Linked DNA regions of Sus scrofa: region 2 is linked to region 1. The links are chromatin contacts, called in public HiChIP or PLAC-seq maps. All regions are on one chromosome and are shown on one strand. The core of a region is the stretch at or near the end of the contact, and the rest is flanking DNA. Distances in the headings are between cores, read along the strand shown.

Region 1 (6,240 bases), core at 1,507-4,006:
TCTGAACTTTCCACCTGCCTGGACATGTAAACTATGGCCTCTTCCTTTCATTACCTAATAAATGAGTAACATGAATTCCTCTGCCTCCTCTCACAATAACAAATAATGGTATTTGCTAAAATAATAGTAATCTGACCTAATAAAAGAGCTCCCAACAAAGTCATTCATGATTACTGTACCTCTCCAGTCTCTGCACTGGCATCTTGACAATGATATGGATGATAATACACTTAGTCAAAACATATAGGGACACCCACTAGGATGACTAATATCAAAACAAAACAGGAGTTCCCTAGCTCACCGGGTTAAAAACCTGACTACAATCCATGAGATCGGTTTGATCCCTGGCCATGATCAGTGGGTTAAAGGATCTGGCATTGCCATAAGCTGCAGCGTAGGTTGCAGATGTGGCTCGGATCCTGCATTGCTGTGGCTGTGGTATAAGCCGGCAGCTACAGCTCTGATTTGCCCCCAAGCCTGGGAACCTACAATACACTGAGAGTGAGGCCCTAAAAAAGACAAACAAAAGAAACCAACCAAAATAAGTGTTGGCAAAATTTGGAGAAACTGGAACCCTTGTACGTTGGTGGGAATGTTAAATGGTGCACATGCTATAGAAAATCGTACAGAGATTCCCCAAAAATTAAAAATAGAATTACTATATGACCTTTTTTTTTTTTTTTTTTTTTTTCTGTCCTTTTAGGGCTGCTCCTGTGGCATATGGAAGTTCCCAGGCTAGGGGTCGAATTGGAGCTGTAGCCACTGACCTACACCACAGCCACAGCAATGCCAGATCCGAGCCGTGTCTGCAACCTACACCACAGCTCACAGCAACGCCGGATCCTTAACCCACTGAGCGAGGCCAGGGGTTGAACCCGAAACCTCATGGTTCCTAGTCGGATTCATTTCCACTGTGCCAGGACGGGAACTCCTACGATATGATCTATTCCACTTCTGGGTATATACCCCAAAGAATTGAAAGCAGGATGAATAAAGAAGAGAGATTTATATATCGTGTTCACAGAAGCAATTATTCACAATAACCAAAACCCGGAAGTGATCCAGCTGTCCACTGACAGTTGAATGGATAAACAAAATGTGATATATATATATATATGAAATATTATTCAGCCTTTAAAAGGCAGAAAAAATTTTGTTTTTTTTGCTCTTTGCTTTTTAGGGCCCCACCCACAGCATATGGATGTTCCCAGGCTATTGGAGCTGTTGCTGCCCTCCTACACCACAGCCACAGCAACACCGGATCCAAGCCGTGTCTGTGACCTATACCACAGCTCCATAGCAAAGCTGGATCCTTAACCCACTGGGCGAGGCCAGAGGCTAGGGATTGAACCCGCAACCTCATGGTTCCTAGTCAGATTCATTTCCGCTGTGCCACAATGGGAACTCCCCCCATTTTTATTTTTTAATTTAAACTACCACCACCAACTTTCAGCAGAGAAAAGGTGGAGTGACATGGAAGAGGAAATACGACTTGTTTAATGCTTTGCTTGGTGGACTGCCATTCTCTTCCCTTAGGGAAGCCAGATTTTACAAGGGGAAACTTTCAGGCGGTGATAGTGGTGGGTTTGTTTGTTTGTTTATGGAGTGTATCTTCAGTTGGTTATTAACAGACTCCCTGTGACAGGGATTGAAGTCTATTTTACAATGGTGGGGTACACACTGGCCATTCATATAGGGATCCTGAGCTCCACCTCTGAGTTTTATGCATCTAACTAATGTTCACAGATTTAAATCTAATAATCTGAGTTACCCTCAGCTATTTCACTTGTGTCTTGAGCCAGCTGCTCCCCCCCACCATCCAGGGATAAGGGATTGAATTTAACAAATACTTATGTTGCGCTTACTGTGTTCCAGAGACTGTCCTAAAGTTGACTGATTAAAGTCAACTCATTTAATCCTAATAATTCTGTGAGTTAAGTACTATTGTTCCCCATTTTACACATCAGAAAACTGAGGCCCAGAGAAGTAAAGTTATGCAACTATTCAGTGGTGGACCTGAGGTTCAGTCTGAAACACCTTCTGGTCCAGAGCTCATGCTCCTAATCATTTGGTCCCCCAAAATGATGCTCATGACTGGGATTTTAAAGACCTCAAAGTGATCTCTAGGGGCAGAACAGAGAATGGAAATTTGTCGTGAAGTTATTCCTTGATTATGAGCCTGCCTCTCTGGTCTAGCAGCGGTTGGGGTCTTGAGGGCTAATGTTGAAGCACGGAGAAGGGGTTTGTGGATTTAAGGTCAAAATTTTTGAACCTATGGAATTTCCCTCCAATTCAGAAGCAGTACCTTCCTGACGAATCAGCTGCTTATCCCACAGATTTTGCTATTAGTGGAGTTTCTAGATGATCAAGCCAGGTGAAATGATACATCATTAAACTAACACTAAAAGACACTGAATCTTTCGTAAATCTTTTTTCCTAGTCGTCCCAAGATGCGACCCAAGACGAATCTGCAACGCAGGAGTGGAAACCAGGGGGCGGGCCGAGCAGCGACCATTTTTGTTTTGCGGCCTTGCGCTCTCAGAGCATCTTGACTAACAGGATCTCACGGAGGGGGCGGGGCCTGAGATACGTGATGATTCAAACGGACTAATGAGCTCGGCGCATCTGGCAGAGGCCACCAATGACCGGTCCTGTTGGGGCGGAGCCCACAGGCCCTAGTGGGTTTGGCTGTACCGCGGCTTTGGCGCATTTTCGGCTGGTTTGATTCATCCATTTTGAAGAGACGGGGGAGCGGGGGGCTCGTCAGATTAAGGGGCCCTGAACCTAGGAGCGGCGGAGTTTGAGAAGCCAGCAGCTCGGGGTTCGGCGGCAGCGGCCCTATCGGCCGAAGTTGGGGGGGGTGGGGCGCCGAGCGCGCGGGGTGGGGGGGGTCCTGGTCTTTGGCTTCTCGACTCGGTCCTGTTTCGACAGCGAACATGTCTCGGCCTGTCAGGTCAGTGCGGAGTCCGAGGCCTGGAACGGGTTGGAGGGGGTTGGGGTGAGTGGTAAAGGAGTGGGGGACAGAAGCCTAGAGTCGGCCTTCTCTTGTGCCACGCGCGGCCTCCTCCCTTTCGGGGCCCGCGCGCGCCCTTGAGCGTGGGGGGCCTTGCTGGCGCGCGGGTCTGCGTGGGGGTGGCGGCCGCGCGCTTCTGCGCGCGCTTCTCCCCGCCCCGCGCTGCTGCAGGGCTCGGGGCTGCTCTGCTGCCTCCCCCACTCGCCGCACTGGAGCGGGCGGGGTGTTCCCTGAACCGCCAGCGGCCGGAGGGGGAGGGGTGTGAAGTCAGTGCCCCCACCCAGGCCCCACCTCCTCCGGGCCGGCCCCTTGGAGCCGGCGGGGGTGGGGGACTAGCGGACTCAGTCTCGGCCCCCACCCCCATAATTGAGGGGGGTGGCGGAAGACTGCCCTCTATCTCCAGTGGTTTACCCCCTTCCCCCCTCGGCTTGCGTGGGGCGGGGGGAACTCAGCCCTCTTTCTCCAGCGGAGGGGGGGGTTGTTCCATCCAAAGGGGGAGGGGCGACCCTGCTGCCGGGCCCCGCCTCCGTCCTCCAGGGTCGCAGCAGGGCCCCGCCTCCCGGATCGGGCCGAGCGTGGGCGGGACCCGTTCTTTTCCCCTCCAGCCAAAGTGAGAGTTCCGGACTAGGCCCTGGAAAATGACTGCAGCCTCTCGCCCAAGTCGGAGTTTTGAGTGGGTTAACTCCCTTCCCCCACACCCCGAGTTCGCTTTTCTCTCCGGCTAGGAATGTCCTTCCTCGGGGAAATGTCCCCTACTCAGGGAGGTGCGGGTTAACTGCTCGACCCAAATCCCGGGTGGTTCTCCTTCCCGCTACCTCTTTCTCTCCTCTTAGCAGTCTACACGTCTCGGATGTTTTTGTAACCTAATCTTTATCCCGGATAACTTTAATGATAAAGGGGCTAGATTTCGGTTAATCGTTAGACTTTATTCTGAGAATTTCAACAAGTTTGTTGTTCCCCCAGCGGACGGTGGAATCGCCCTTTGCCGTCTACTCCTGGCTGTTGTATGGAATGTGCCATTTATGGAGGGGTGTGGCTTAGTCCAATCTGTTGAGGCCTGTTGCAAATAAATGTTTTTTTTTTTTTTAATGTAATATGCTTGATGCTTTCAGCGTGAGATATTGGCTACTTCGCATAGCGTTTTCTGGATAAATAGGTAAAGGGTTAGTTTTTTAATGTTTTAACAGTTGTTGCTTCCCGTACTTCATTCCAAGTTTTGTGAAAAACGGAAGTATTTTGACCTAGAGCTCTAAAGGGAGGTTTGGAACCCCGGAAAGGGTTTTGTTCCACACCATTCTGTTTCCAGACTAGATCATCCATCTCCAGCTGGTGGTAGTATGGGCTGCCTACTCCTACGCTCGGGGGTGGGCGTGAGGAGGGTGCTAACTACTACCTGACTGCTTTTCTGCCTCCTAATTTCAACCCGAATCTCCGTTAATTCAACATCACCACTCGGAAGAGTTTTGCCGACTTTTGGGCACGGAATCGGAATAGATATTTCAGATTATGGTATGAATATTTTTGGGGCATTCTAATTGACCACTGTATCCCATCAAATTATGTAGAGATTTTCTTAAGGCTCAGGACAAATAGACAATATAATAAAGATTTTCATCTGGATTGGATCTTCTGTCTTCTGAAAGTAAAATACTCTGTGGTGAAATTGGACTATTTTAAATAATTGGACCTTTTAACTGCAGTTCACTAGGTTTTGGTGACTTAATTTTTTTTTGTAACTCTCTTACTCATCTGCCTGGGTTTGTGTTTCCAGATTTAGATGTGGGAAAACGAACAGAACTTTTTTTTTCTTGAAAACTTGGATTTTTAATATCAGCAGGTGGGGATAAATATATTAAGCACACTCTCAGTTTTTCTGAAGGCATTGGAATTTGTGCACAGTTTTTTCTTGCTCAGTGTATTAAAAGTAATTTTAACTATTTGCCCCAGTTGAAGAATGAAGTTAATATATCGTGGGCTTTTGGGGGTCACTTTTCAGATTATTAATTTCAAAGCAACTTGGTTTCTGATTATATATTTTAGTGATGAAGTCTCTTGTAACAATTTTTTAAAAGTCTAACTAACATACTCTTGACCAATAATAAAGCAGAAATAATTAAACTTGAGTTTGGTGGTTTGTTAAATTTTGCAATAAAAAAAATTCTGTCTTAGGAAAGTACTTTTGTTTCAAGGTGTAATTGAAGAATCTGTGTGCTTGAGGGAATTTAACAAAAAAAGATAGATGTTGACCTAGTATCAGAATGATCAACCTTATTTAAAAACAAAACAGTGGAGTTCCCTGGTGGTTACGGATCCAATCAGGCATTGTCACTGCTGTGGCTCGGGTTTGATCCTGACCCAGGAGCTTCCACATGCCTTGGGCTCCTCCCCCCCAAAAAAAGAATAAAACAAAAAAGCACATGTTGGAAAATACCTGTGTCCTTACATCTTCTTTTGGGATATATTTCTGCCCTTAGGCCTGTGTATAGTTTTGAGGGTTTTCTAGTTTTAATTTTTACTGTAACTATTATTCATTTTCATTTTAATATTAACCTAAGTATTTAAAGAAGATTTAGAAATGTACTAAATGGCTGCTTGACACCAGTTTCCAGATGAATGGAATGATGAACTGGTCAGTTACAACAGGGTTTTCCACAGACCTGAATGCAACACCTGGCTAAGTAGTTTTGTTCATACTCTATTGCTGTCTTCGCCTTTTATGGTATCTGCCTCATAGATCAATGAGAGCTCAAATGTTATATAGGACTTGGATTCAAATTTATAGCATAAAATTATGGTCTAGTAGCCAGAAAGAAATAGAGGCAAATTCCTTTACAAGTGACCTTATGTGGGGATCTGGACAAGCGAAGTGCCTTGCATCACACACTAGTAGGTGCCAAGATTCAGCCTAGAACTTAGATTTCTTTCTAGTCCTGCTTATCCTTATCCTCCCCACTTTCCGCATAATCACTTTCCTTCTGCCAGATAAGTATTGATGTCATTGTAGCATATGGCACTTTTAACTTTCCAACGTGTTTTCATGACCCTTATCCTTGTGAAGTAGGAAGGAAAATGCTATTAGTTGTAAAAGATGAGAAAGAAAGCTCAGAGATTTACTGACTTGCCCAGATTAGAAACCAAGTTTTTTGCAATTCAGTTTGGTATATTCTCCAGAGATCCTCTTCCCTAATTGAAAATGGTCCAAGTCACTGAGATCAAGCTGTTTGCTT
Region 2 (6,240 bases), core at 1,314-3,813, 340 kb before region 1:
CCAACTCAACCCCTAGACTGGGAACCTCCATATGCCACTGGAGTGGCCTTAAAAAGAAAAAAAAAAAAAAAAAAAAGATTGGCTATCTATTGATAATTGCTAAAACCAGGGGATGAAAATATGGGGTTTTCCTATACTATTCTTTGTACTTTTGTATATGATTAAATTTTCCTTTAATCAAAAAAAATTTTTTTTTGTTTGGAAGAAGATTTTTACCTTTAGGGAGTTGAAAAAATAGGGGTAATATTGGAGTACGATTACTTTTATACGAACTCCACTATAAAATCATCTGACTCTTTATACTATGCACATGTAAAAATAAGTATATTTTAAAAATTAAAAAGTGGAGTGGATCTACCATAAATATAATACTTCATGGTAAAACAATATATTTAAATGTGTATAATTTTAAGTGAATACATCAAAAAGTGAATAACTGGGAGCAGGAAGAGGGAGATATGCACAGACAGCCCTTTTGAGTCTTGCTGTAATAGCTGGAGGTGGGTGAATAACTGGGAGCAGGAAGAGGGAGATATGCACAGACAGCCCTTTTGAGTCTTGCTGTAATAGCTGAGGTGAGTTTATATATATATTTATAATATATATATTATATATACATATATAATTTCTTAACGCACAGACCCTAGAGTTTGTTTGCCTGCCTAAAATGATCCGGTAGAGAGACTTAAAATTTAAAGAGCAAAATCCTTGAAAAGTTGGGGCTTTGGCTGCAGAGCACAAACGGAGGCTGCTACAGTATGTCAGGTGAGAAACGGTGCAAGCACGGTGGCAGTGGGATGGAGTGGAGATGCATGAGATGCATGAGAGCATGGTGGCTGTTTAGGATGGAGGCTCTTCAAGAAGTGCTGTTAGGAGTTCCCATCAGGGCTCAGAGGTAACCAACTGGACCAGTATCCTTGAGGACACAGGTTCCATCCCTGGCCTCACTGAGTGGGTTAAAGGATGTGTTGCCTTGAGCTGTGGTGTAGGTTGAAGACATGGCTCAGATCTGGTGTTGCTGTGGCTGTGGCATAGGCCTGTGGCTACAGCTCTGATTTGACCCCTAGCCTGGGAACTTCCATATGCTGTGGGTGTGGCCCTAAAAAGACCATATAAAAAAAAAAAGTGATGTGGAGTTCCCTTCGTGGCTCAGTGGTTAATGAATCTGACTAGGAACCATGAGTTTTCAGGTTCGATCCCTGGCCCTGCTCAGTGGGTTAAGGATCCGGTGTTGCCGTGAGCTATGGTGTAGGTGGCAGACACGGCTCAGATCTGGCATTGAATGGCTCTGGCATTGGCCAGCAGCAACAGCTCTGATTAGGCCCCTAGCCTGGGAACCTCCATATGCTGCAAGTGCAGCCCTGGAAAAGACAAAAAAAAAAAAAAAAGTGATGTTAACTGGATGGGGGGTGGCACTTTAAAGGGGGATCTGGTTTGATTAAAAGTCAGGACAAGAGGACCTCTGGTACAATGATGAACCCTGCCCTTTCTGAGGGTGTAAACGTGCTGTTGTCACACCTAAGGAACTTCTAATACGCTCTAGGGAGTCCCAATAACCCACCTGCTATATGTACTAAAAATAAAGTGAGTTCCACAACCAGGACCACACACTACATTCTCCACTGAACCATAAGCTTCCTCTGGGCCCTGGTGGTTTATTTTTCTTTGGACCCTCTGCGCCAGCGCCTCTCACACACTGGATAAGGCCGCTCTTGGAAAAGCATATGCCCTGGGTCTAGTCCTGCCTCTACTGCTTACTAGTTCTGTGATCTTCCAGAGCAAGTCATGTAACGTCCATGGGCCTCCACGGTTCCTCTCATAGGGTGGTTTACTGCCTTTATGATGCTGCTTGAGAAGGACTCTGGAGTCCACGGGTTAACCTATCCTGAACTGCAGAACTCCAGGTCTAACTCCTCCCACCCCTGCCTTCCTGTCACCACTATTGCCCCCTCTTCGCACATGTCCTGCTTCCCCGCCCGCTATCCTTTAAGACCTCCACCTGTTTCCTCGGAAGGAGTCGTCAAGGTCGCTCCCAAGGGCTAAGAGCGCCTTCTGGGGCCTTGCCTCGCCCACCTGGCCACACCTGCCGTTCTTGGACCCTTGCTGGGCTAACAAGGAACCCAACAGCGCTGCTAGCCTTAGGGTCCCCACATGGTGAGTGGCCACCCCCCATTCCCTGGGTATGCATCTGTCTTGGGAGACAGTCCGATGGTTCCAAGCGCGAGCCAAGATGAGGTTACCTGCCTGTTTGCGGATCCATGGGTCCCTCTGGCAGGTGAGCGCTGACTTGTGCGGTCCCCTTCCCACCCTCTCTGTCCCTGATCCACCTTCTCTCCCTGCCTGTGCCTGGTCCACCCTCTGTTCCTCCTCCCCGACTCTCCCCGGACACTCCCCTCTACCCCCTCCAGCCAGCCTCTCCGTCCCCCCGCCGCCGGCTGGGTGCCTGTGTCACTCCGCCCTCCTCTGCAGGAGCCAACCGGCGTGCGGAGGGGCCGGAGCGCTCCGGCTGTGAGCCCATAAAACCTGCTCAGGCTGAGCCGATGCTCTGTCGCTGCCGCTTGTCGCCTCCCGCCCGCCAGGGTGCGCGGGCCAGGCTGGGACCGCCACACTGGGGCTTCCCGCTCCGCGGGTGGACGGGTGACGCTGACGGACGGCTCTGACCGCGCCTCCAAGCAGGCTTAGAGACATCTGCTTTCCACTTCCAGAAAAGTTTGGAGAAAGTGAACTCAGGGTGGATTCAGGAGTGGTGCCAGCTCCCCCAGCCTTCTTTCCTTTTCAGAAGCCTCACCTTGCACAGCCTCATCCATTCTTTCCTTCCTGACACCTTGCCTCCCTGACTCCTCCGTCCCTTCGCTGCCGGTTTCCCCCTCCCCTCTCTAGGATCGGCGCCTTATAGGTCCGTCCTTATCTCTTTCTCCCTCATCCTCTCTATCCCTGTCCTCTTAACTATTTTCACCCAATTTCAGCCCTTCTCCCTGGCATCCTCACCCTCCTCCTTTCTTCCATCTTAAATCTTCCCCTCCCCCCTCCATCTCACTCCTTGACCCTCTCCACTTGCACCCAACTCTCCATCCATCCCTCTCCTCGTCCCTGTCCCTCCCCGAAGACTTCCGCCATGGATTCGGGACCTCCTTGGTTGGCCAACCCCACCCCTGGAGGCACTCTCTCTGTCCCCAATGCCACCACACCCTGGCTGGGCCGGGATGAGGAACTGGCCAAGGTGGAGATTGGAGTGTTGGCCACTGTCCTGGTGCTGGCGACAGGGGGCAACCTGACTGTGCTGCTGACCTTGGGACAGCCAGGCCGCAAGCGCTCCCGCATGCACCTGTTTGTGCTGCACCTGGCCCTGACGGACCTGGGCGTGGCGCTCTTCCAGGTGCTGCCCCAGCTGCTGTGGGACATCACCTACCGCTTCCAGGGCCCTGACCCTCTCTGCCGGGCCGTTAAGTACCTACAGGTGCTCAGCATGTTCGCCTCCACTTACATGCTGCTGGCCATGACACTGGACCGCTACCTGGCCGTTTGTCACCCTCTGCGCAGCCTCCAGCAGCCCAACCGGTCCACCTACCCACTCATCGCAGCTCCCTGGCTGCTGGCCGCCCTCCTCAGCCTCCCTCAAGTCTTCATTTTTTCTTTGCGAGAGGTGATCCAGGGCTCCGGCGTGCTGGACTGCTGGGCAGACTTCCGCTTCCCTTGGGGGCCACGGGCCTACATCACCTGGACCACCCTGGCCATCTTCATCCTGCCTGTGGCCACGCTCACGGCCTGCTACAGCCTCATCTGCCACGAAATCTGCAAGAACCTAAAAGTCAAGACTCAGGCCTGGAAGGTGGAAGGAGGGGGTCGGAGGACTTGGAACGAACCCTTACCTTTGGCCCAGGCTGCCGCCATGCGGGGGCTGCCCTCCCGGGTCAGCAGCATCAGTACCATCTCACGGGCCAAGATCCGAACTGTGAAGATGACCTTTGTCATTGTGCTGGCCTACATCGCCTGCTGGGCACCTTTCTTCAGTGTCCAGATGTGGTCTGTATGGGATGAGAATGCCCCTGACGAAGGCAAGTGTGTTGTCTGGTGGCAGGGGTGGGGGGAGGGGGGAATGAGGAGGAAAAATGCAGAGAAAGGAGAATGAGAATATGAGGACAGGGTTACAGTGACTCCCAGGGCTAGACAGGCCACAAATGAGTGAAAACAATTCAGAGAGATGGTGCTTGTCCCACGTGAAAGGGCTCAGCTGCAACTCCCAGCCAGGCAGCCGATGCCATGTGAAGTTTGTCATGGGAATTTCCATGTTTAAAAATGTTGGTAGCTAATTGAATCATTTAAAGATGCTATATGACCCTAAGGAAATATGACCATTAGTAGATTTGATCAAGCAACTGGCAGTTTGCTTGATGTTTGAAAGGGATTTTCACATGATTCAGTCCAGGATGTCCATGTGTGGCCCACGAACTGTAGCTCTCATCACTCTTGCCCCCCTGCACCTGAACATGACTTTGAACTCCTTCTCAACAGCCCTTCCAGTTAACTAGCCTGAAACCCCGAAATTTCAATTCAACCCTGATGAGAAAGCAGAGGCCCAGAGAGGAAACGTGACTTGCCCAAGGCCACACAGCTAGGAAGGAGCAAAGTGAAGAATAGAACCCAGGCTTGCTGTTCCTTGACTTTTTCCTCAACTCTGTGCCCCCCTTCAATAATCCTGGCTCTGAAAGGGATGAGGAGAGGAGCCTTCCTCCTACGTGAAAAACAAAATGGAGCCCTCCAGGTGGACTGGGTCCCGGGTGGCACGTGGGAGGCCATGTTTTGGTGACTTTTTTGGAGTGAGGTCGATCACAGCCTCCTAAGTTTTAGATACCTCCAGACCGCCAGGCCATTTGGGGGTGAGCGTGTTCTCAGAAAGGTAGGTGCTGGGGGTGGGCAGCAAAAATGTTGGAGAGTGGTATTCAAAGGCATCTATTCCCGGAGTTCCCATCGTGGCTCAGTGGTTAACAAATCCAACTAGGAACCATGAGGTTGCAGGTTTGATCCCTGGCCTCACTCAGTGGGTTAAGGATCTGGCGTTGCCGTGAGCTGTGGCGTAGGTCACAGACATGGCTCGGATCTGGCGTTGTTGTGGCTGTGGCGTAGGCCGACAGCTACAGCTCCGATTCGACCCCTAGCTTGGAAACCTCCATATGCCATAGGAGTGGCCCCAGAAAAGGCAAAAAGACAAAACAAACAAACAAAAAACAACAAACAAACAAACAAACAAACCAGACATCTGTTCTGGTTCCCCTAAGAAGAGTGAGGACAAGTAAGTGGCCTGGGTGTCCTCAAAACAGGGTGACGGGGTGCTCTGCAGTGCAGCATCTCTTATGCAAAGCTGGGGATGTATAACAGGTGCAACACGTAATTGCCCAGGGAGGCCCTGTGCACAGGCTCCTCTGAAAGCTTCTGGAGGGTTCACTGGCCAGTAGACCCAGGCTACCCCTTCCTACTAGATCTTAGGGAGTGGTCCTCTTTGCCTGTGCTTTTGTTTCTGATCTCATTTGGCTCATCCCAGGCCACACTCCAGCCAAATGCTTTGCCTTTTCTGGAGAGATGAAGTAAGGGAAGGCTGTTAGTGACATTAACACAATTTAGCAAGAGGAGTGTGATGCTGACCATCCCACCGTACCTCTTGTTAACCACCTTTTGGACATCAGTCTGGACAAGGGGCTATTTATTTATTTATTGTCCTTTTGCCTTTTCTAGGGCCGCTCCTGTGGCATGTGGAGGTTCCCAGGCTAGGGGTCAAATCGGAGCTACAGCTTCCAGCCTACACCACAGCCACAGCAATGCCAGATCTGAGCCATGTCTGCGACCTACATCCCAGCTCAAGGCAACACCAGATCCTTAACCCACTGAGCGAGGCCAGGGATCGAACCCGCAACCTCATGGTTCCTAGTCAGATTCTTTAACCACTGAGCCACGACGGGAACTCCCAAGGGGCTATTTATAAATTACCCTTTAAGCAATGAGCATAGTAATCTTAAGAGCTGTAGAGATCTCCCTGCTCTAGTCAAGCCCAGAAGAGAAGGAAGGAGGGCTTCCTAGCACCAAGCACATCCAGGCCCTGTGCTGCTTAGGGGTGGCCCTTTCTCCTTTCCATCTGAGTAACCTGAGACTCAAGGAGGTGAAATAACTGGTCCAAAGTGTCCCTGCTGGTCAGAGATGGAGCCGGGAATCTAATCAAGGTCTTTATGGGCCAAGCTTTATCCATGG

The links. HiChIP or PLAC-seq counts read pairs in DNA pulled down with a chosen protein or histone mark.
Region 2: an H3K27ac HiChIP or PLAC-seq map of alveolar macrophages shows a contact between it and region 1. The contact joins the promoter of AVPR1B here to the promoter of NUCKS1 in region 1. A contact is called at or near these places in 1 of 5 promoter capture datasets (skeletal muscle) and 1 of 2 datasets of contacts at active chromatin or transcription factors (alveolar macrophages).

The regions. Positions count from the first base shown.
Region 1 is chr9:66,432,006-66,438,245 of Sscrofa11.1, reverse strand. It overlaps NUCKS1 (nuclear casein kinase and cyclin dependent kinase substrate 1), which reads left to right and starts at 2,756. Exons shown (of 7, transcript NM_001244237.1): 1 at 2,756-2,953. The coding sequence starts at 2,937.
Region 2 is chr9:66,773,239-66,779,478 of Sscrofa11.1, reverse strand. It overlaps AVPR1B (vasopressin V1b receptor), which reads left to right and starts at 2,563. Exons shown (of 3, transcript XM_003130445.3): 1 at 2,563-4,055. The coding sequence starts at 3,116.